Regions from separate parts of the Mus musculus genome. Here all the other regions are linked to region 1. Evidence: chromatin contacts called from public HiChIP or PLAC-seq and promoter capture Hi-C data. All regions are on one chromosome and are shown on one strand. The core of a region is the stretch at or near the end of the contact, and the rest is flanking DNA. Distances in the headings are between cores, read along the strand shown.

The links. Promoter capture Hi-C pulls out the DNA fragments that hold promoters and counts their contacts. HiChIP or PLAC-seq counts read pairs in DNA pulled down with a chosen protein or histone mark.
Region 2: a FOXA1 HiChIP or PLAC-seq map of pancreatic cancer cells shows a contact between it and region 1. The contact joins the promoter of Mlst8 here to the promoter of Meiob in region 1. A contact is called at or near these places in 4 of 39 promoter capture datasets (cranial neural crest, hippocampal neurons, liver and 1 more), 1 of 484 Hi-C or Micro-C datasets (liver) and 2 of 115 datasets of contacts at active chromatin or transcription factors (embryonic stem cells and pancreatic cancer cells).
Region 3: an HNF4G HiChIP or PLAC-seq map of pancreatic cancer cells shows a contact between it and region 1. The contact joins the promoter of Telo2 here to the promoter of Meiob in region 1. A contact is called at or near these places in 1 of 39 promoter capture datasets (cranial neural crest) and 2 of 115 datasets of contacts at active chromatin or transcription factors (embryonic stem cells and pancreatic cancer cells).
Region 4: a contact with region 1 is called in an H3K4me3 HiChIP or PLAC-seq map of embryonic stem cells, with 10 read pairs. The contact joins the promoter of Rab26 here to the promoter of Meiob in region 1. A contact is called at or near these places in 2 of 115 datasets of contacts at active chromatin or transcription factors (embryonic stem cells and pancreatic cancer cells).
Region 5: a contact with region 1 is called in a promoter capture Hi-C map of stem cell-derived epiblast-like cells, with 2.7 times the contacts expected there. The contact joins the promoter of Tmem204 here to the promoter of Meiob in region 1. A contact is called at or near these places in 2 of 39 promoter capture datasets (embryonic stem cells and stem cell-derived epiblast-like cells), 1 of 115 datasets of contacts at active chromatin or transcription factors (pancreatic cancer cells) and 1 of 9 other capture datasets (adipose tissue).

Annotation. Positions count from the first base shown.
Region 1 is chr17:24,802,350-24,806,608 of GRCm38.p6, reverse strand. Meiob (meiosis specific with OB domains) reads right to left here and starts at 2,227. Exons shown (of 14, transcript NM_029197.1): 1 at 2,197-2,227.
Region 2 is chr17:24,477,121-24,481,379 of GRCm38.p6, reverse strand. Mlst8 (MTOR associated protein, LST8 homolog (S. cerevisiae)) reads left to right here and starts at 2,302. Exons shown (of 9, transcript NM_001252464.1): 1 at 2,302-2,368; 2 at 2,922-3,060; 3 at 3,218-3,269; 4 at 3,355-3,517; 5 at 3,875-3,950; 6 at 4,047-4,199. The coding sequence starts at 2,932.
Region 3 is chr17:25,114,214-25,118,472 of GRCm38.p6, reverse strand. Telo2 (telomere maintenance 2) reads left to right here and starts at 2,506. Exons shown (of 21, transcript NM_001163661.1): 1 at 2,506-3,060; 2 at 3,188-3,536. The coding sequence starts at 3,202.
Region 4 is chr17:24,531,894-24,536,152 of GRCm38.p6, reverse strand. Rab26 (RAB26, member RAS oncogene family) reads left to right here and starts at 2,406. Exons shown (of 9, transcript NM_177375.1): 1 at 2,406-2,776; 2 at 3,831-3,941. The coding sequence starts at 2,570. It overlaps Gm33508 (predicted gene, 33508), which reads right to left and starts at 2,258. Exons shown (of 3, transcript NR_169077.1): 1 at 2,168-2,258.
Region 5 is chr17:25,079,156-25,083,414 of GRCm38.p6, reverse strand. Tmem204 (transmembrane protein 204) reads left to right here and starts at 2,301. Exons shown (of 3, transcript NM_001001183.1): 1 at 2,301-3,151. The coding sequence starts at 2,872. All of the region lies in intron 18 of Ift140 (intraflagellar transport 140), which reads right to left.

The DNA.
Region 1 (4,259 bases), core at 978-3,477:
TATTCTAGGTAAAGGAAGCTTTCAGAGAACTTGGAAATGACTTTCCTATGTTTTCTGTTTTATTCTACAGATTTATGCTAAGGAAGAGTTCTCCATGATGTTATTTCTATACAGGGTATCTTTGCAACCTCTCACCACAAACCACAAGTTTTGTAACAATGTTTTATAAGACTAGGATTTGTTTCTCTTAGTGCAACAAGTCTCCTTTCTTCCAAACACTCTTGAGTTGTCCATTAGAAAGCTGACCTCCTGGCTACCACACTGGGGAAAGTGTTAGTAACTTTCTATGGTAGTACCTAGCACTGCTTTTGTCAAAAAAATAAATAAATAAAAATTTTAAACATAAAAATTTAGGGGGTGGTCAATAAGATGGCTCACTGAGTAAGGGCTCTTGCTACCAAGACTGGCAACCTGAATCTGATCACCAGAAATCACATGATGCAAGGAGAGAGTCCACTCCCAAAACTTGTCCTCTGACCTCTACACATCCATCGTGGCACCTGACATCTTTACATCATCATCATGTGCGGTATGTATAGTTTATATGCACATGTGTGTACATGAATGTACACAAAGGCCAGAGGAAGAAGCCAGTTCTATTTCTCTTTGCCTTATTTCTTTGAAACAGAGCCTCTCACTGAAACTAAAGCCAGACGGACTGAAGGCTAGCAAGTACCAGTGATCTCTTATCTCCAACCCCCACAAGTGCAGTCATGCCTCACTTTTATGTGGGTGCTAGGATCCAAATTCATCACATCTGCATCCCTTTGTTCTAAGCACTCATCCCTTGAGTCATCTTTCCATTCCCACTCAGTATTTTAACATGTTTCTGATTATTCCAACTGTGTGTCATTCTGGAAAAGGCAAAATCCTGGATATAATGAAAAGAACAGTGGTAACCAGGGGGTGTTATAGGTAGAAGTAAGGGGAAACAAGTGGGACATGAGGTCAGGGAAAGTAATCTGTAGGAATATATGTATTATATATGTTTTACTCATTTTATATAGATGTTTTAACATATATATAACATATTATATATGTATATATATTTTACATACTCTATCCTCCTGGATCCTATATGATATACATACATACTGCATGTAGGCTTCTGATATATCCTGTCCCTATCCTTGAGAACTGACAGGCTCCCTTCCTCCTTAAAACCTCTCTTCCAGCTAGATATGGTGACATATACCTGCAATCTCAGCATTTGGAAAGTGAAGGTAGGAGAATCAAGAGTTCAAGGCTAACCTCAGCTACATAGTGAATTTTTGAAGCCACCCTGGGCTACCTGAGACCCTGTCTCGAGAAGGGAGGGATGGAGGAAGGATTTGAAAGGAAAGAAAGAACCAGACAATTCCGGGAAGATGAAAAGGAAGGAGGAAAGGAGAAAGAAAGGAAGAGAAAGGTAAGCAGGGAGAGGAGAAAGAGAACATTTTTCTCCATTTCCTCTGATGCTTGGAGTGGTGCTGGCTTGTAATCCAAACACAGGAGGCAGAGGCAGGTGAATCACAAGTTCAAGGTTAACCTGAGCTACGTAGGGAGAGCCTGTTTCAACAAACAAACAAACAACTAAAAAGGCCTGTCTCTGGAATTTTGTTTGTTTTGTTTTTCGAAACAAGGATTCTCTGTGTTGCTCTGGCGGCCCTGGAACTCGCTGATTTGGAACTCCACGATCTGCCTGCCTTTGCCTCCCCTCTTGCATGCCTGGGGTTAAAGGAGTGCACCAACCACCCCTGCCTGCCTACGGGATTCATTCTTGTCCTGGGGAGCCTGACAGGGTGAGGATGTGGAGGGTAAGCAACTCCATGGGAGCCATCTGCCGGAATGGAACCTGACAGTACGGCTCTGACCTCGAGAGACACGCTGACCTGGGACACTAACAACCTGGGACCGTGACAGCGAGAAACCTGACAGGAAATGGACGGGCTGGGAGGGAGCTGACAGGAGTGGACAGGCAGGGTAGAACCTGACAAGAAGCAACCGGGCAGGGCAGAAGAGACACGAATGAGTGAGTCTTGACTGGAAGGGACCTGACAGACCGAGGGCCGCGCGCACCGCGGAGAACCTTGGGGACGTCGGCGCGTGCGACCCCGCGCGAGTTTCCCCTCAGCTCAGGCACCAGCTCTCAGAACCGGAGCGCGGTCCCGCGCCGCCGGCCGGATGCCGAAACAGGCAGTCTGGGTCGCGGCTCACCGGATACTTCCGGGCCCGCTAGGTGACCCACGGGGTTCCACCTGACGCCGGTCACGCTCTAGGCCTTCCCACAGCCCGGTGGGCGAACCGCCTGGAGTCCCCGACCGTTAGCTCGAGCCCCGCCCCCTCCGCCCCCTACTGACCGCGCCCCCACTGACTCCGCCCCCAGCGCTTGTGGACTCCGCCCCTATGGCCGCGGGTCTCACGCACGTGTTCACGGTTAGGGGAGAGGCACTACCCATTCCTTGGACTGGAGAACTTTGTTAAGGACTCAGGTGGTGGAGGCCAAGTCGGCCGTAGGTACTGACCCAGAAAAGCCAATTTCGGGGTCACTCGAAGACAGGAGCGGCGACCACGCACCGCACAGGAGCTAGTGAAAGGGGGAAGTCGCTAAGGAAGCAGGCTAGGCATTTGCCGCAGTTCTCTGGTTGGGATCCTGACTAGGGTCTCAGGCTGTCCCCACTGAGCAACCCTCATAAATGTCTTATAATTGCACACGTCTCCGAGAAAGCACAAAGTTACCTTAAGTGAAATATTCTTAATTTAGAGCAGAAAGTGAACTGAAGGAAGACACGGATATAAAAACCGATAGGGTTGTGGAAGAGGAAATGGCCAGATGCTCTTATTAAAGGAGTTTCCCTGGTTTTACCACATACCATATATATCAGGAGGTACACATATAATATTATGTAAAATAATACTATTTGAAAATACCACAGTATTATATAAAATAGATAATACTATTTGGGGGCAGGGACGTTAAGACGGGGTCTTATGATGTCGTTCTGGCCGTCCTGGAACTCACTATGTAGACCAGGCTGACCTTGAACTCTCAGAGGCCTCTGCCTTGGAAGTTCTGTGATTAAAGACATGAGCCATTATGCTGAGCTTAAAATAGATAATACTAATTTTTTTGTTGCTTTTGTTTTTTTAAGACAGGGTTTTCAGGAGGAGGTGGTGGTACATGCCTTTGATCTCAGCACTTGGGAGGCAGAAGCCGGTGGATCTCTGAGTTCAAGGCTAGCCTGGTCTACAGAGTGAGTTCCAGGACAGCCAGGGCTACACAGAGAAACCCTGACTCAAAACAACAAAAAAGACAGGGTTTCTCTGTGTAACAGCCCTTGTTGTCCTAGAACTTACTTTGTAAACCAGGCTGGTCTAGAACTTCAGAGATTGAAGTAGGAGAATCATGTGTTTCAGGATCATGAGTAGCTCAGCTCATGAAGACCTAAAAAAAAAGAAAAAAGGCCAAGTTGGACTATCTAGAACCTGTCTCAAACAAACAAAATTACTACCATATAAAAATCTTACTCTGACTTTCATTAATGAAGTACTTATTGAAATAAGTAAGTTAAGGTCCTATCACTAAATCTATTAAATTTGTCAACATTTAGTATTATTTAATTTTTTTTTCGGTTTCTCTGACAAATATTAAGCAGCCATATGTTAACATATATTACAAAAGAAAACTGCATGTAAGCCAGGAGTGATAGCACATGCCCTCAATCCCAGTTTTAAGGAGGCAGACGCAAGCAGATCTCTGAGTTTGAGGCCAATCTGGTCTACATAGAGAGTTCCAGACCACCCAGGCTACACAGTGAGACCCTGTCGAAAACTAAATTCAAATTTAAAAACACCATTAGTGCCTGGAGAGATAGCTCAGCCGTTAAGAACACTTGTTACAGAGGGCCCAAGTTCAATTCCAGGCACCCATATGGTAGCTCACAGCCATCCATAACTCTAGTTCCAGAGAATCCAAAGTCCTCTTCTGACTTCTGCTGGCACCAGGCATGCAGTGTGCATACATGCATGTGGAGAAAGCATTTACACACACACACACACACACAAAAACAAGAGTACAAAAACACCATTAGAGTCGTTTCCTTCCATCATCAAAATTAATTTTTATTTTTCATTTAAAAAATTCTCGGCCGGGCATGGTGGCACACGCCTTTAATCCCAGCACTCGGGATGGCAGAGGCAGGCGGATTTCTGAGTTCGAGGCCAGCCTGGTCTACAAAGTGAGCTCCAGGACAGCCAGGGCTATACAGAGAAACCCTGTC
Region 2 (4,259 bases), core at 1,053-3,552, 330 kb after region 1:
TATGAGGGAAGCTGGAGCTAGCATTGAAACAGAAGTTATTTTTGCCTAGTATTTGATGTGCAAAGCCCTGTGTTAGATCCCCAATACTGTATAAAACTGGGTGTGGTGACACAGCCACCTGTAATCTCAGTACTCAGGAGATGGAGAGGGGACCTGAAGTTCAAGGTCATTCTTGGCTACATTGTAAATTTGAAGTTACTATACGTTATCAAAGAAATCCCGATTGAAAAACAAACAGCCGGGCGTGGTGGCGCACGCCTTAAATCCCAGCATTCAGGAGGCAGAGGCAGGCGGATTTCTGAGTTCAAGGCCAGCCTGGTCTACAAAGTGAGTTCCAGAACAGCCAGGGCTATACAGAGAAACCCTGTCTCGAAAAAAAAAAGAAAAACAAACAAACAAACAAACAAACATACAAAACACACCTAGGAGGGAGTCTGTGCCCATGCATTTAATCCAAGCACTTGGGAGGTAGAGGCTGGCAGTTCTCTTGAGTTCGAGGTTAGCCTGGTCTACAGAGCAACCAAACCAAAAATCCATATTAAAAATATGCTAAGGAGGTAAAACAGGGACTGGGGAGAGATATAGGAAGAGGGTGTCTATGACCAGGAACCTGGGTGTGTAGACAGGGGAACCGGCCTTGGCTAAGGAGCTGGACTTACCCTCTCTGTGGCTAGAGGGAAAGGGGGTTGCAGCCCCATCTACTGGTGCAGTGGGAAGAGATCATGAGAAAGCAAGGACAACTTTGTAGAGCTGGGTAATAAAAATGGAGGCATGATAGCAGAATTGTCACCAAGAGACCAGAGAGACTTCACCTAGCCACTGATGGGGACAGATGCAGAGTGCCACAACCAAATACTAGGCGGAGTTTGGAGTCCTGCAGAGGAGGGGGGGGGGATTAGAAGAACTAGAGGGGTCAGGAACACCACAAGAACACAGAGGGGCCGGTGGACCTCCTGGGGTCTTGCAGAGTCAGAGAGCTGCTAAGGCTCTGACCTAGGTCCTCTGCATATAAGCTTGGTGTTCTGGAATCCTAACAGGGCTGGGCTGTCCCTGACTCTGCTGCCTGAGATCCTTCTCCTCTTGCTGGGTTGCCTCTTTCAGCTTTAAAGTGATAGTATGTGCCTGGTTTTATTGTAGCTTGTGTGTGTTTGGTTGATGTCCCTGGGAGGCCTGCTCTTTCCTGAGGGGAAGTACTTGGTGGTGGTGGTGGTGGGGTGAATCTGGGAGAGAGGAGAGAGGAGAGGAGAGGCTTGGGGGAGGGGAGGAAGAGGAAACTGCAGTTGGGATGTAATATAGGAGAGAATAATATTTATATTCCAGCTAGGCTTTCCCCAGCTAGGAATATAAATATTATTCTCTCCTATATGCCTCTGCCTCCCAAGTGCTGGGATTAAAGGCTGCGCCGCCACCACCACCCGGCTAATTTGCTGTTCTTGAATCAGATGTTCTACACCTATCTGTTCAATGTTATTTAGTAGACACATAAAGCTGTTGAGTGCTTGTAATGTATCTATCTAGTCTAAATTGAAACTATTCACAAGAACATGATGCACACTATATTTCAGTTTAAAATAAAAAAGCACAAAATATTTATGTTGAATGTGTTAAAAGAATATTTTTATATATTGGGTTAAATAAAAAGTATTATTAAAAATTTTAAAAAATGGAGGCATGAGAGTCTGCAGTTTTAAACGAGTTTCTGGGCTAGCTTATGTGCCCTCAGGATCAGGCTGAAAGGGTCTAGACTATGGCTACCAGATAAAGCAAATAGAAGTAACAGACTGCCCAGTTGCATTCAAACTTCTTGTAAGAAAGTAATTCTTTTAGTACAGTGTTTGAGATATGCCTATACTAAAAGAAAAAGAGAGAGAGAGAAATTAAGAAATTAAGAAATTAAGAAAGAAAGAAAGAAAGAAAGAAAGAAAGAAAGAAAGAAGGAAAGAGAGAAAAGCTAGGAAGGAAGGAAAAAAGAAAAGAAAAAATGATTTTTATCTGAAAATTTTGCATTACCTAGAAATTCTAGCTTGGTTGGTAGGGTAGGTGATTGTGTATGTCTGCGGGGGGTGGAGGGACGACGACAGTGTAATTCCTTCTGGGAGCCAAGTCTGGAAAATAGGCAGCAGTACCATGGCTGTAGTTCCCAGTGAGTTGAAGGGTGGCGTCGCGGCTGATGGCCATTCTGAGCACGATCACTTCTGGAGTTCTTCGTCTCAGAACTCTGGTATCCCTTTCAACTCCCCCACTCCCCGGACCCATGGTCTCGCCCGGAGTTACTATCGATAGCTCTACGCTCGGCCCGGCTTCTATCGACTAGCTCCTCCTCGCCTCGCCGTCCTGGACTAAGGCAGAGTGCAGAGCGTGTGTTAAGGTACGGGGGACACGGGATGAGGGCTGCTACCGACCACTGGGTGGCTAGGAGAGTGCGGTCGGGGTAATCGGGCCGGTAACACAGAGCCAGGGCGGTGTGCAGAGCACTGGGGAGCGCGGGGGTCCTGCCAGATAGCGCCCCCACCCATCCGATCCCAGTGCCGGTCAACTACGCATGCTCAGCAGCAGCAGTGCCGGGCTTTTCCTTAGTCGCCATGCGCATGCGTTGCCTACCCTTGCGAGAGACGGCGCCCGGGCGATGGCCTTCTGCGTGTGACTGCCTCCTGCTGGCTGCTGGCGAGGTGGCGTCTCCAAGCGTGAGGGTGAAGCTGAAGGAACACTCTCCCGGGAGCAAAGTAGCCGGAGTCTTTTTTTTTGAGACTGTCAGCGTGACCCTGAACACTCTTATTTTTCTTAGTTTTAAAGTGAAGTTAATACCGGTACACTGTAGTGTGCAGATTGTTATGCGTACATCTTTTCTCTCCAAACGTTTTGACCTTTGGACCTTACTTATCACCTCTTGGCCCAGTGCAGGTCTCATTTTTTTTCTCCAGCCATCAAACAATGAATACCACCCCAGGCACAGTGGGCAGTGACCCTGTCATCTTAGCAACTGCAGGCTATGACCACACGGTGCGCTTTTGGCAGGCTCACAGTGGAATCTGCACTCGAACAGTGCAGCATCAGGACTCTGTATCCTCCTCTTGGCAGCAGGATGGTGCTGGCCAGAATTAAGTATGAATGATATGTGTTTGGGGAAACTCAGGCCAGGTGGTGGAGGTCTTGATGGCCTTGTAGCCCCAAGGTTTCCCTCTCTGGGTTCTCTTCCTGTTATCCTTAACATGCTCAGCAGGTAAATGCATTGGAGATTACTCCGGACCGAAGCATGATTGCTGCTGCAGGTACCTGAGATTCTCGACCTCTGACCCTTTACTGGCCGTAGTTCTACCTGGCACACCCATGCTTCAATTCCCCCTGTGTCCCTAGGTTACCAACATATCCGCATGTATGATCTCAACTCCAATAACCCCAACCCCATCATCAGTTATGACGGAGTCAGTAAGAACATTGCATCAGTGGGCTTTCACGAGGATGGTCGCTGGATGTATACAGGTGGCGAGGACTGCACAGCTCGCATCTGGGACCTCAGGTGGTGTTGTGTGTTGGGCTGAAGAGGACGGCTGCCCGGGGAGTGGGCAGGCCAGGGGATTGTCTGTGGGCAGGCTATTCTGCAATCAGTTAGTCTTAGTGCAAGAGGGGTTGAGCGGGCGATGGAGGGAAGGTAGAAAGCAGAATAGAATTACATCAGAGAGCTAGCCTTGCCTTGAGGCTAGGGGGCCAGACTTTCCTTCCCTTTTCACTGACCTCAAGCTTGTGGAGAAAGAGCTAAACTTCACAACCATTTCTCCTAAGGTAGAAGCAACTCCTTTGAGCAGAGAATGGGGGCTTTTGGTAGAGGCATGGATCAAATCCATTAGAAGCCATGTGTAACCTTAACTCCCCACAGGTCCCGGAACTTGCAGTGTCAGCGTATCTTCCAGGTGAACGCACCCATTAATTGCGTGTGTCTGCATCCCAACCAGGTGAGGAATGCTCATGGGGCCAGGTGTCAGGGGTGGGGTGGGGACTTTAGAGGACAAGAGTATTGCTACATTTCACCTCCCTCCCCTACATCCTAGGCAGAACTCATTGTGGGTGATCAGAGCGGTGCTATCCACATCTGGGACCTGAAGACAGACCACAATGAGCAGCTGATTCCCGAGCCTGAGTCTTCCATCACGTCTGCTCACATCGACCCAGATGCTAGCTACATGGCAGCCGTCAATAGTGCCGTGAGTGCTGGGAGTGGCTCCGGGGGCATCTTGGCACCTAGCCCCTTATCTTCTGCACTT
Region 3 (4,259 bases), core at 1,257-3,756, 310 kb before region 1:
CATTGCTCTGTCAGTAAGCCTAATAAACTCACTGATTCCTCAGAGTCAACTTTGGTGGAAATGTACTTCAGCTTATTTATCATCAGTACTGTAAAAGGAGGGGGGTAGACTTTGTTTACATCTCCTTGGCAACACAGATGCATGCCTCTTCACTTGGCTTTGATATTGGGTTCTGGGGATTTGAACTCAGATCTTCATGTTTGTACATCAAACACTTTGCCTAGTAAACCTTCTCCCCAGCTCCCAGGTCTAGTCTTTTTGAAGAACAATTACCATTACATTCATTTCTTGTTTGTGTGTGGTTGTGGGAGCAATGAGTGTGTGTGCTTGTGAAGGGCAGAGGACAACTTTGAGGAGTTGGTTCTCTTTTTCCACCAAGTGAGCCCTGAAGACTGAACTTAGGGGATCAAGCTTGCCAGCGGAGCACCTTTACTTTAAAAAAAAACTTGTTTATTAATAAATAATGTAATATATGTAAGTACACTGTAGCTGTCTTCAGACACCCCAGAAGACGGCACCAGATCTCATTACAGATGGCTGTGAGCCACCATGTGGTTGCTGGGATTTGAACTCAGGACCTTTGGAAGAACAGTCAGTGCTCTTAACCGCTGAGCCATCTCACCAGCCCTGTACCTTTACTTTTAAGTGAAGACTGGATCCTCCTAACACCCCTTTGTTCTAAAACAAATAAGGACACCCATCTCCGCCTGAACACTGGCCAGGGGCTAAGCACTGTTAACATTTATTATTGTAAGCACTCTGGTATTCATTTCCAGAAAAATAAGCAAAAATATTGGGTGCTGAGGTGACACGAGCTCTTAACTAGCAACTGCTAGGTTTTCCATTCTGGATGGCTTTAGCAAAAGAATTGCCAGTCAACAACTCCTGGCCTGCCCTAATGCCAGCTCTGACTATCCAGGAAACTCTGAGGGCCTTGAGAAAACTACAAGGTTGCAAATTGCTTCAGGTCTGGAAGATACAGCCCCAAGGCTTTTTGCAACCATTTCGACCAGGTTGAGAAGAACACGTCCTCTGGTGGCCTAGCTGAGGAACTACAGAGGCTGGTGCAAAGACTGTTAGCAGAGGAAGTGCCCCTTTTCAGGATTTGAAGGCAGCCGCTTTGACTCCCTCTGGGAGAGACTTTCCTCATCTCCTCCCTTTTGTTGCAGCTTTAGGTACAGTAAAAGGCTCCTCTCCAGGGTTTGCTTGCCTACTCTCAGTAATGTGGGCTAAGCTGTTATCATGAAAAAAAAAGAGGTGGCAGAGACAGCTGAGCAATTGGCAGGCCAAGCTACAAAAGGGACAGGACAGTCAGTTTTGTCATAGCTGAGGAAGCAGTAGCCAAGGCATCAGGGGAGTGCAGAAACTGAGACTGAATGAGGATAATTGACTAAACCAGAGAAGAGATGGCATAGCCTTGGATGCCAGATGAGTTCCAGAGAGCCAAGAGGTCTCAACCCTAGGCCAAGAATTTTAACACTGGCTGTCATTAAGAGCGAAGGTCTACACAAAAATTGTAAAGCTGTAGGGCTGAAGAGTCCCTACAATCACCAAATCTGCTTAGTGGAAGCTGCACCAGCCACAGGAAAGAGCCAAGGATTCCTGACCTACGTAAGAGCTAGAATACTTTTAGGGCTAAGGGTCCCAATGCCTCCAGTCCCCTAATACTAGGGGAGTCATCTGCCATCTCTCACTGAGGCCAAACATGGAGAAAAAAAAAAAAAAAAGAAAGCTACCATTTGAAGACCTTCTCTTTGACTAACCCCAGTTTTTATTTGTGTAGAGATCCTGGCTGGCTGATCGGTAACACTTCCATGGATGCTGGGAACTGAACTTGGGACCTTGGCAAGAGCCACACGTAATTTAACCTCTAAGATAATCGCTCTGGCCCCTGGTATGCTCTGCTAACTGCTAAGCCTTGAGTGGGCTCATTTCCTGCTCAGGAAGGGTAATTTTGCTTGATGATGTTGAATGAATACAGCTTGCTCAGATTTCCACCCACACCCAGTTCCGCTGAAATGTTGCTCCCTCAATGTATCTTCCAGATCAGGATGGTCAAGAAAAGTTCTGCCATGATGGAATGTTTCACACTGCTAAGTTCAGACGACAGTCAGGATCCCTGGGTGTTTACTCAGCTAGTGGTGTTTCATTTAGGGCAGTTTAGACGCAGTTTGCGTGTTCGCAGTAAACGTGCACCCTTGTGTACCACCAAATACATCAGCGCATCCGCATTACAACTTGGCCATATCCGCTGTTCCTGGCTTCCTTATTCTGTTTCCCTCAGGGCGCCTAGAGAGTTGATTAGTGCTCTAGAGTGGAAAGTCATCCGACCCAAGGCAGCATAGTGGGGTAATGTGCTGGGGAAAGTCTCTCCAGAATTAAGGAAAACAGAGACAGCAGTCACCAGGGGACCAATAGAGCGGACACGCCTACCGGAGTCCTGCCCTCAGGCCTTGCCCACCGTAGGCTCTTAGGCCACGCCTCTTCCTCCTCTTGCGCAGGCGCAGATGCTGCGGTCATCAGCGCGTTGGCGCGCCGCTGATTCGTCCCTAGCCACGCGTTTGTATCAGCCCCAGAAATTCTAAATATCCGTGCAGGTTTCACGTGAGCTCTGCGACTCGAATTCACAGCTGCCCTCAGCTGACACTGAATCTGGCGCGTGGTCCTGGTGCCGTGGCGAATCAGCGGCGCGCAAGAGGGAGCATGTGGCCTCGGCTCTGAAGCATGCTGGCCAGAGGAACCCTGTAGGAGTGGTTGGTCCAGTCGGGGCTGCAGTGTCCTGCCTTGCAGCATGGCCAGTTCCCATACGAGCCGAAGGCCTCGTGTTTAGGGGGCTGGGTGCTAACCTGGAGCTGCAGACGGAGGAGGAGTTTTAGTTATTGCACCCTGGCAAGCCACTCACTCATCCAACTATCAGTGGGTTTGACAGAGGAGACAGCCACAGTGCACCGGTGCAGTCCGGGACTGAAGCTCTGTCAGATCATCGGGCAGGCGGGAAACCCGGAAGAAGGACGGGAGAGCGTGAGTGAGATTGTGAGTGAAGCGCCTGGAAGCGCAGAAGTAAGTGCGTGTGTGTAGGGGGGTGGGGCCTGAGATTTGGAACCGGCCCAACTGTTTCCTCCCTTAACATCGTGGGTGCCATGGGAAGAATTCTTGACACTCTAACATGCTTTTCTCGGACCCTCAGCCCTGTTCTGCAGGATGGACCCAGCCCTGTCTGCTGTCCGGCTCACCGTCCAGGAAGCCATTCACATCCTTTCATCCTCAGAGGATGCTGGCCATATCCTTTCTACCCTGGGGACTCTGAAACGATACCTCGGTGGAACCGAGGATCCAGTTCTTCCTGAGGAGAAGGAGGAGTTTGCCACTGTCCACTTCTCAGCCGTCCTTAGATGTCTGGTCAGCAAGCTGAGCCCAGGTTGGCTGGAGCTGTCCCCCGGTGGCCAGCTGGAGCGGCTTTGGGAGAGCTTCTTCCTGGATGGCCCTCCAGACCAAGCCTTCCTGGTGCTGATGGAAGCCATTGAGAGCACTGCTGGGTGAGCAGTTAGTGAGCAACAGGGCGCCCAAGTTCTGAGAAGGTTCCCAACACCTTAAAACTGTAAGGGGAAGGACCCTGCATCTTAGCCTGGCCTCACTCCTTCTTGTTGAAGGCTGGGAGGAAGAATAGGGTTCCTTGCAGATCAGCACTCAGAGAGTCTCCACTGTCCCTAGCTGATGCCCTAAAGGTCACTTGTTGTCTTCTACTGGGCCCATTCTTTATTCTGTGGCACTTTCAGGATCATCAGGACATTTCAGGGTTTTTTTGTTTGTTTGTTTGTTTGTTTTTGTTTTTCGAGACAGGTTTCTCTGTGTAGCCCTGGCTGTCCTGGAACTCACTCTGTAGACCAGGCTGGTCTCGAACTCAGAAATCCACCTGGCTCTGCCTCCCAAGTGCTGGGATTAAAGGCGTGTGCCACCACCGCCCGGCTAACATGTCAGGTTTTAAATGTTTATCTACCACATTGCTGCTATGGATCCCTGTGTACCCAGGTCCCACATCCGGTTGAATGGCAGTCCTTGGAAGGATCTGTGGCTGTGAGAAGCTGGGGTTTTATAAACTGCTGGGGTGTGGGGGTGGAGAGATGGTTCAGTGCTTAAGAGCACTGGCTGCTTTCCCAGAGGACTGGGTTCAGTTCCCAGCACCCACATGGCTGCTCACAACTCAGTGCAACTCCAGTTCCAGAGGATCTGACACCCTGTTCTGATTTCATAGGTTCTTC
Region 4 (4,259 bases), core at 1,157-3,656, 270 kb after region 1:
TCTCTGGATAGTCTTGGCTGTCCTAGAATTCGCTCTGCAGACCAGGCTGGCCTCTGCCCCTCAAGTGCCGTGATTAAAGGTGGGCACTACCACCTCCCAGTTGCTATCTTCTTTTGTTGGTTTGTTTTTTGAGTCAGGATCTCACTATGTAGTTCCGGCTGTCCTGGAACTCACTATGTGGACCAGGCTGGCCTCCCAGAGATTTGCTTGTCTCTGCTTCCCAATGGCTGAGATTAGAGGCATGCCCTCCACCACGCCTGACTCTTTTAATTTTAATTAACTAATACTTTTGAGACAGGGTCTTACTGTGTAGTCCTGATAGGCCTGGAACTTGCTATGTAGACCAGGCTCACTCACCTTTAACCCACTAAGATCTGTCTCCCCGGGCTTCAGGAGCACAAGGATTAAAGGCATGCGTCACCATGCCCATCTGAGGGCCGAATTTCTAACTTGTATTTCTTTTGCCAATTTAGTAGCTGCTTACTGAGGCCAGGAGCTGGCTGCCAGGGATATGGCTGTGACCGAGACAAGCTGCTTCCTGCTCCCAGAAAAGCTCCCATTCCAGAGTGAGAAACGGATGGGAGCAGAGGAGCCTTGAGATATAGTGATCAAAGAGGAGCAGAAGTGTGGGGCCTGAGGCTTCTCGGGAGAAAGCAGAGACCTGGATTTTATGTAAATGTTCCTCCTTTTAAAAGCAAGTCTGTCTCCTCTGCTGTCAGAGGCGCCCCTCCTCTGCTCTCCTCCCACTTTCTCTGGCTTGCCTGTTCCCTCTCTCTCCTTCTAGATGCCTGCACTGTTTTCACTGCCCTCAACCTGAATCTCCTCCTTGCAGCTCCTGCCTAGAACGTCCAAACTTGAACTCTATGTGTATGCCCTGTACTGGACGGATTCTAGGCAGTAGCTGGAAGGAGGTTACATGGTCTACTTCCTAGGGCGATAGGCACAGGCTGTTGAGGTTCTCAGCTGAGATCCTGGGCCAATCATGCTGAGGTTGGCCTTGTGAGGACGGGATACTGAAGTCCTCAGGGAATGCAAAAGTGAGAGCCCAGTACCCCCACTCTGGGTCAGGATGTATACAGATCTGGAAATTGGCCTGAAAGAGATAGGAGGAGGCTTTGAGCCACAGAGGTAGGGAGTTCTTCATGCTCTGCTCTCTGCCAACTGAGAAAGTTTAGAAGGCCGTCAAGAAACGCAGAGTTTTGGTGACAATGATCACATCTTGGAGAACAGCTAGGCCATTCCAGAGGAACACCAAGAAATACTGGGTCTCAAAGGCACCACCCTCCAGCATCCACTGTCCTTAACTCTGACTTTCTTTCTCCTGACTGGAGTGTCTTAGGTGAGGGGCTTTGGACAGAAATCCTCCAGTCAGCATAGGTAAAGCAGCAGGGTCAGAATCAGGAGAAGGGTATACCAGGTCCTGAACCAGTTTGGGGTTTAGAAAATCAACACAGACCTCTCTTGGATGAGAACCTAGGATGGAAAGACCATGGGCCAGTCAATTCTAGGAAGGGACCTCCAATCTTCTAGGCTGTCAGGGCAGACCTCTAACCCTAATCCTAACCCTAACCTATGCCTTGGTTATCTCTGAAGGCCTGATGCTGGCTGGCTGTGATAACTACTTCTTTCTCACTTTAGATATCCGTACTTCAACCCAGGTGGCAAAATATGTGAGGAAGATGGGGCTGGAGAGATGGCTCAGTGGTTAAGAGCACCGACTGCTCTTATGAAGGTCCTGAGTTCAAATCCCAGCAACCACATGGTAGCTCACAACCATCCCTAACAAAATCTGACGATCTCTTCTGGAGTATCTGAAGACAGCTGCAGTGTACGTACACATAACAAATAAATAAATCTTAAAAAAAAAAAATACGTGAGGAAGAACAGCGTGCCCGTTATGCCTCTGATCAGCTGAGCCCAGAGTGCTCGGTGCAGCAGGGATTGTTTGTGAAGCATGAGTGTTGGAGCTTCTTAAATTTGCCTATCCTGGAGGGAATAGCATTGAGGACAAGTAGTCAGATGGCTGGTATCTCTGATAGAAAAACAAAAACAAAAACCCTGAATCTCAGGCTGCCTATTCATGCAAGCCATCTGCCCCAGCATCCTCATCTCAGAACACATCGTAGTCCCAGGTCCATGGACTAGTCTATTGAGCTAGGTTACTGACCTGGGACATTGAAGACTGGGGCAAAGAGAGGACACAGGATCCTGGTGCTTCCTTCACTGGACAACTGGAGCCCTTTGAGCACAGTGCACTTGGAGCATGCTCCTGGGATGCACACCTAAGGCCTTCTTGGGACCTCTTGACCCCGCCCCTGGAGCGACAGACTTATTTGCATGGCTCCGCCTCAGAGCGACCATTGGCAGTGGTGGCGGGAGGCTGGGCCTGAATGGCTGCGCCGCCTGTGGGGACGCGGGGGCGGGGCAGGCACTGAGTGCTGGAGATGCTGCTGCTACTGCCGCCGCCGCTGCCGCTGCGGGACGGGTTCGGGTCCGAGTCGGTCTTGGCGGGCACGGGGCGTGGGACAACCCGGGACACAGCGGTAGCAGCAGGAGCACACTGAGAACCATGTCCAGGAAGAAGACCCCCAAGAGCAAGGGGGGGAGTGAGCCGGCTACCTCTACGCTGCCCGCCGCCGCCGCCGCCACCAATGGGCCACGTCTGGCACATCCGAGGACTGTGCGCCCTGGCCCAGAGGCACCGCCCAATGGGCCCCCGCAGTCCATCCGGCCCTCACTTGGTAGCACTGGAGACTTCTACGATGTTGCTTTCAAGGTGAGCCAGGCACCTCCCCGCCATGGGAATGCAGCAGGTGGCGTTGGATCCTAGACTGCCGCTGGGGAAGAGTGCAGGGCCTTGCAGACCCTCGGCGCTGAATTGGCACAGCACCTTGCAGATGGCACGGCAGTACCTTACATTGTCACGCGACCCTACGTGCGTGCACGAGCGCGCGCGTACACTCTCTCACACACACAAACACAACTATTAGACTAGGGTCTGGGGTATTCAACAGCTGGCAGGGCCCTACCCCCACTCCATCTACTGCAAGGCCAAGCAAGATCAGAGTTTTGAAGCTGTCCCTCTGGGATCTATGGCCCCTACCGGTGCTCCTGTCTCATCATTTCCCATCCATATGCTGCCTTCCCTCACCCCCCCAAGGGGCTGTAAGTGTCCTTTTTCTGGGAGAGAAGAGAACAAGGCCACCCTAGACCAGAACAAAATTGAAGCCTAGGTGAATTGACCTCCGAAGGCAGGGCCATCACTGGGTCCTGAAACATTGGCCTGAGGGATCATGTGGGTGGGAAAGACTTCACTGGTCTGGCCCTCAGGCCCACAGATATCCCTACCCCCTCTTCACTTCAAAAGCTGTCACACCTCTTCCGAACCTTGCTGCTGAGATTTGTGTCTTTGCTGGAATTCGAAGAGGCCCCCAATACTGAGTCCCCAAAGGTCTCTTAGGAGCTTCCAGCTGCACTCCCATGGCTCTGCTCCCCATAGGCCCCAAATGCTGCCCTCCCAGATCAAGCATGTTGTCCATGGAGGAGGGGTAGGTAAGGTCCTGGATGGGGACAGCTGTCCTCACTCTCTGTGACTGAGGCAGCATTGTTGGAGGGAGAGGTGATAGGGGGTGAACGGGGGTGAGGGTGGGGAGGGGGAGAGAGAAGCTGGGCATCCATGCTATTGGGGTCCACACTGCTGAACCTACAGGCCTGGGATACTCATTTCCTCTCCTGCCTCCCCCACAGCTCAAGGCAGATCAGAAGCATCTCTAGGTGGGCAAGGCCCTCGGCTCCAAGCCTGAATCCTCTGATCCTCCTGCCTGTTCTAGGTCATGCTGGTGGGGGATTCCGGTGTGGGGAAGACCTGCCTGCTTGTGCGCTTCAAGGATGGGGCTTTCCTGGCTGGTACCTTCATCTCCACTGTGGGCATCGACTTCCGGGTGAGAGTAGAGGCCGGTGTCCCGAGCTCTGACTGGGTCCCACTGTGCTATGGTTCCTATACATAGTCCTCCTAGTACCCTTGGCTGTGGATTCTCAATCTCCTGACATGTCCATAGGCCCAGGGGGTGGAGCTTAGCTACCAAAGCATCTGCCACCCACCCCTGAGAGTCCGGGGGTCCTGGGAAGCCTCCTAATACCCAGGGTAGTGCCTGCATTCAGCGGAAGCCGTTTTCTCATCCCAGGGGTTGATGCTGTGCTCCAGGATAGTGACAGCGAGAGAAAACCTAAGGCCTGTTCACTCAGGAGATCCCTGCATT
Region 5 (4,259 bases), core at 1,052-3,551, 280 kb before region 1:
TGTGTGTGTGTGTGTGTGTGTGCTTGAGAATCCATGGCGGTGGCACAGTGCTGGGGGTGGGGGCTGGATGAGCATGCAGCTCCAGTAACAATGTAAGGTCTGACTCAGGGCAACAGACAGCAGAAAGGTCAACCCTCTGGGTGAGAGATTTCCTACCAGCCACACCGGAGCTTCATATCTCAAGAGAGGACCCTCCTAACTCCATCTCTCCCTGCTTCCCCTCCTACACAGGAGCTTCATATCTCACGAGAGGACCCTCCTAAGTCCATCTCTCCCTGCTTCCCCTCCTACACAGATAGGCAGATGGTTTAGGGGACAGACACCTGCAAATAAAAGTTCCTAGAAGCACAGGTGGGGATCAGGGCCCTGGTTTCCTCCCCACCCAGCTCAGGAAAGTCAAAGCCAGAACTGGTGCAAGGGCCTTCCCTCCCTGAGATGCCCACACGTGTCCTGCAGCCTTCAGGGCCAGCTGTACAATGCTGAGACAGGAGGATGTCATCAGTTTGAGAGTTAGAGAATCTTAACACAGCTTCTCGGTTCTCACCGGGAATTAGCCATTTACTAACCACCCAAAAAATAAAGGAGGAAAATAGATGTTCTCTTAACGGAGACTTTGGGAGACCTTCCTTTCAAATATTTCATCTCTGAAGTGTTGTGTAGGAGATGTTGCACCCTAATTCTGCCTCTGGGGGGAGGCACAGGCAGAAACAATGACAGCTGTACCACTTAAGTGCCTTCGGAGTCATAGCACAAGCTGAGGGTAGATGGCACCCCACACGGCTTGTCAAGTCCCTCCTACTTAGAACATACCCCACAGGGAGGCTGGCCCAGAGACCTGGAATGAAGCGTAAATTTCCTTCAGGCCCTGAGCAATAAGAATAAAAAATATAAATAAGCCACAATGACACTTGCTACAAACTTGAGGGTGAAAAATCATATTATTCCTCAGAGGACTTACATTCTCAGAACTGCTGACAGTCAAAAGGCTGGACAGAGACAGAGTCCTTGCCTTTTGGAATGTAAACTTAAGGAGTGCCAGGAGCCTGACTATATATGGGAACGTGTGATTGAAGGCAGCCACACTAGGAAGTAGGGGGTGGCCCAGCATGTCAGTTCATGAAGACAGGAAAGGTCGGTTCCGGCCTGTCCCGGCCAGTGCACTAGTCAGCACCAGGCTGTCCCAATCCTGCCCGGTGCGGTGCGGTGCAGTACGTGTGTTTGAGATGGTTCAGCCCACAGCTCCTGCGTTCTTGTGTTCATTTATGCAGCTCTGGAACCCTGGTGGGAGGCTCTGGAGGCGGGACACAGTCTCAGACCTGGTGGCTTTTATTTACCAGAGCTGAAGCGCTATGAGGAAGGAGAGCAAATGTACAGTCGCTCTGTCCAGCCTCAGGGGAGCGAGCACTTTGCTAGTAAGCAAACTTGGCTGCTCAGAAGTCACATCAGCTATCCAGCCTGCTTGGTGGCACAACCCCTTACAGAATCCCACCTTTTCTTGCCAGCCCAAGAACAACCCCTTGCAGAGGTTCCTCAAGGTTCCCCTTCCTTGTAAGGTCTGAGTACACTTGCTCCCTTGAGGTGAATGGATCTCTGTCAGCAGATGGTGGCCTGCCTCAGGTGCCTCTACACCTTACTCTGTCCTGCCATTAGTTCCACATGTTGTGGTGACCCCCAACCATAAAATTAGTTTGTTGCTATTTCACAACTGTAATTTTGCTATTGTTATGAATTCTAATGCAAATATCTGTGTTTTCTGATGGTCTCAGGTGACCCGTGTAAAAGGGTCATTTGACCCCCAAAGAGGTCATGACCTACAGACTGAGAACCACTGCTTTAGACATTGGGGATTCACAGCACCTATCATGCCTTAGGCAATGGATGGATGGATGGATGGATGGATGGATGGACACCTAGTCCCTGAGGATTCTGCCTGCCCGTGCTGTCTGCAGCATCCCCTGGTCCGGGACCTAGCACAGCTGGCTAGGTTTGACGGCAACAGGTAAGAAGATGAGTGTCCTGGCTGGCATCCCTGACTATTCCTATGGGACAGGAAGATGGGGAGGGGCAGCCAGTGGTGGGCTGGAGCAGGCCTCTGAAGTCTCCCCAGGCCTTTCCCATCAGGAAGCACATCCTGTTAGTGTCTGGCTCTGTGGCAGGGCTGCTATTTGTTGCAGTTGGCTACGCCCTCCTGCTCACCAAAAACAGCCTCAAAAACAACCATTTCCTCTCTGCTGAGAGACAGGGAAACGGGAGCTCACACACATACGCGCATACACATGCTTCCTTGTGGCAGGCGTTCTGCTTTTCAGGACCTGCCATTTGTGGCAGAGATACCAAGACGGGATACATAGCAGAGAGGTGGCCAAACCCACACTGCGTCCACAACCCTGTTCCTCCATCAGACTGGCTCCCACAGCCCGTTCTGAGGCGCGTAACCTGGCTGATTCCCACGCTGTGCCTGCCTCCCGAGTTGCTGTCCATTTTCCACTGCTGTAGGCAAGAGGCACTGTGGACACAGCCTCCCTGGCCTCTGTTCCAAAGAAGACGACCCACTTACAACTCTGGATTCTCGCTGGTGCAGCCAGTGCCCCAGATTTCTCCCTGGAATGGGTCTTGGGGAGACCAGCTTCAGCACAGGCTTGTCCCTGCTCCAGGCTCAAGAGGCAGGCTAAGACAGGGCTGTGAGTAGCTCTCTTGGACCCGTCCCATGGGCGACATCCTCCTGTGCCGGGCTGGAGCTGCCGCATAGCTTCCCAAGGATGAGTGCTGATGTCCTCTAGCCACCCCTAGCAGCATCTTGGCTTTCTCTGGATGCACAGCGGCTGACTGGGACTTGGAACTCTCCGAGATAGACAGTCCTGGAAGTCAGAGATGACTCTCCAGAAGCTTGTGGCCACCGCTGTGCTGGTGGCCCTGGTCTCCCTCATCCTCAACAACGCAGCAGCCTTCACCCCCAATTGGGTGTACCAGACGCTGGAGGACGGACGCAAGCGGAGTGTGGGGCTGTGGAAGTCTTGCTGGCTGGTGGACAGGGGTAAGGGAGTCACAAGCCCTGGGACTCGAACTGGGCAGGTGGACACCCATGACTGTGAGGTTCTAGGATGGGGCTCGGAATCAGCAGGTTTCCAGGAGTCCCGAGGCACCGTCAAACGTAAGTCTTGTTATTTTTCTGTCACCTTCCAGTGGTTAGGTGAGGGGAGGTTGTGTCCGTCCATGCTGAGGGTGGCAGCAGGGAACCTGCACCTCCTGCCCACCCTGACAAGCAACGCTACAGAGCTCCACTGTTCAGCTTAGACTCTGTCTGTGGCTTCCTTCACAAGAAGTCACTCCCGTGGCTGGAGGCTCCTTCTCTGCCATTACATGTGGCTGAAGGATGAAAGATGGGTATCCTAATCAAAGCAAGTCATTTTTCCTTGGTTAGAAAGAAATATTACTTAATAAGGAAAACAAGAAGTGTGAGAACATGTGGCTGAGTTCTGTCTTAACGGCTGAGGTGGTCAGGGCCTTTCGGACAGTGCAGGAGACTCTGGCTGGGATGTCCGGGAGACCAGAGGAGGCACAGAGCAGCAAAGGGCAGAGTGTTACCTCCCTGACGCCCATGGTGGCCTTTTCCTTTCCCAGCTCTCTTGTTCTGGGGTCTATGCACTACCCTGGGAGTTGGAAACGTCTCTTTAAATAGCATGCACTGTTTGAGAGTACGAGAATAAAGGGCCTCATAAATATGAGGATGCAATCTAAAATCGACACATCTGCTGACATGTGAGTTCTTTCCTGGTAATGACCCCCTAAAGCAGACAAGAGGGTCTGTCTAACAAGTACCCAGTCTCCTACAAACTGCCTTGGAGGCTACAGGTCAGATGGCGGCTGTCGGGAGATGACGCTGGTCTTTAGAAAGCATGCGACGTAGGTGAACATCTGTTCAGTGTAAGGGGACTTCCTGGAAATCCTGAGCAATGTGCCCAGTGCAACCACCTCAGCCCTGGTCATGACTGACACAGGGCTTGCCGACAAGGCAGGGGAACACCACCCGCCTCTTGCGAGCAGAGGCACCCAAGCTTACCACGGGACAGCTCGGCCTCTTTCCTTGGGTCTTGACAGGCAGGGAGCCCTTTATTGAGAAGATCAAAGATGAATGCACTCTGAGGAGCTAGATGCCTTGTGGGAGGCCAAGGGTCTCAATGTGGGTCTCTGTCATGTGTCCATGGAGAGCTCTCCCTGTGCATCCTATGACCATTCTGCCTAAGCAGGAGAGCTAGTAA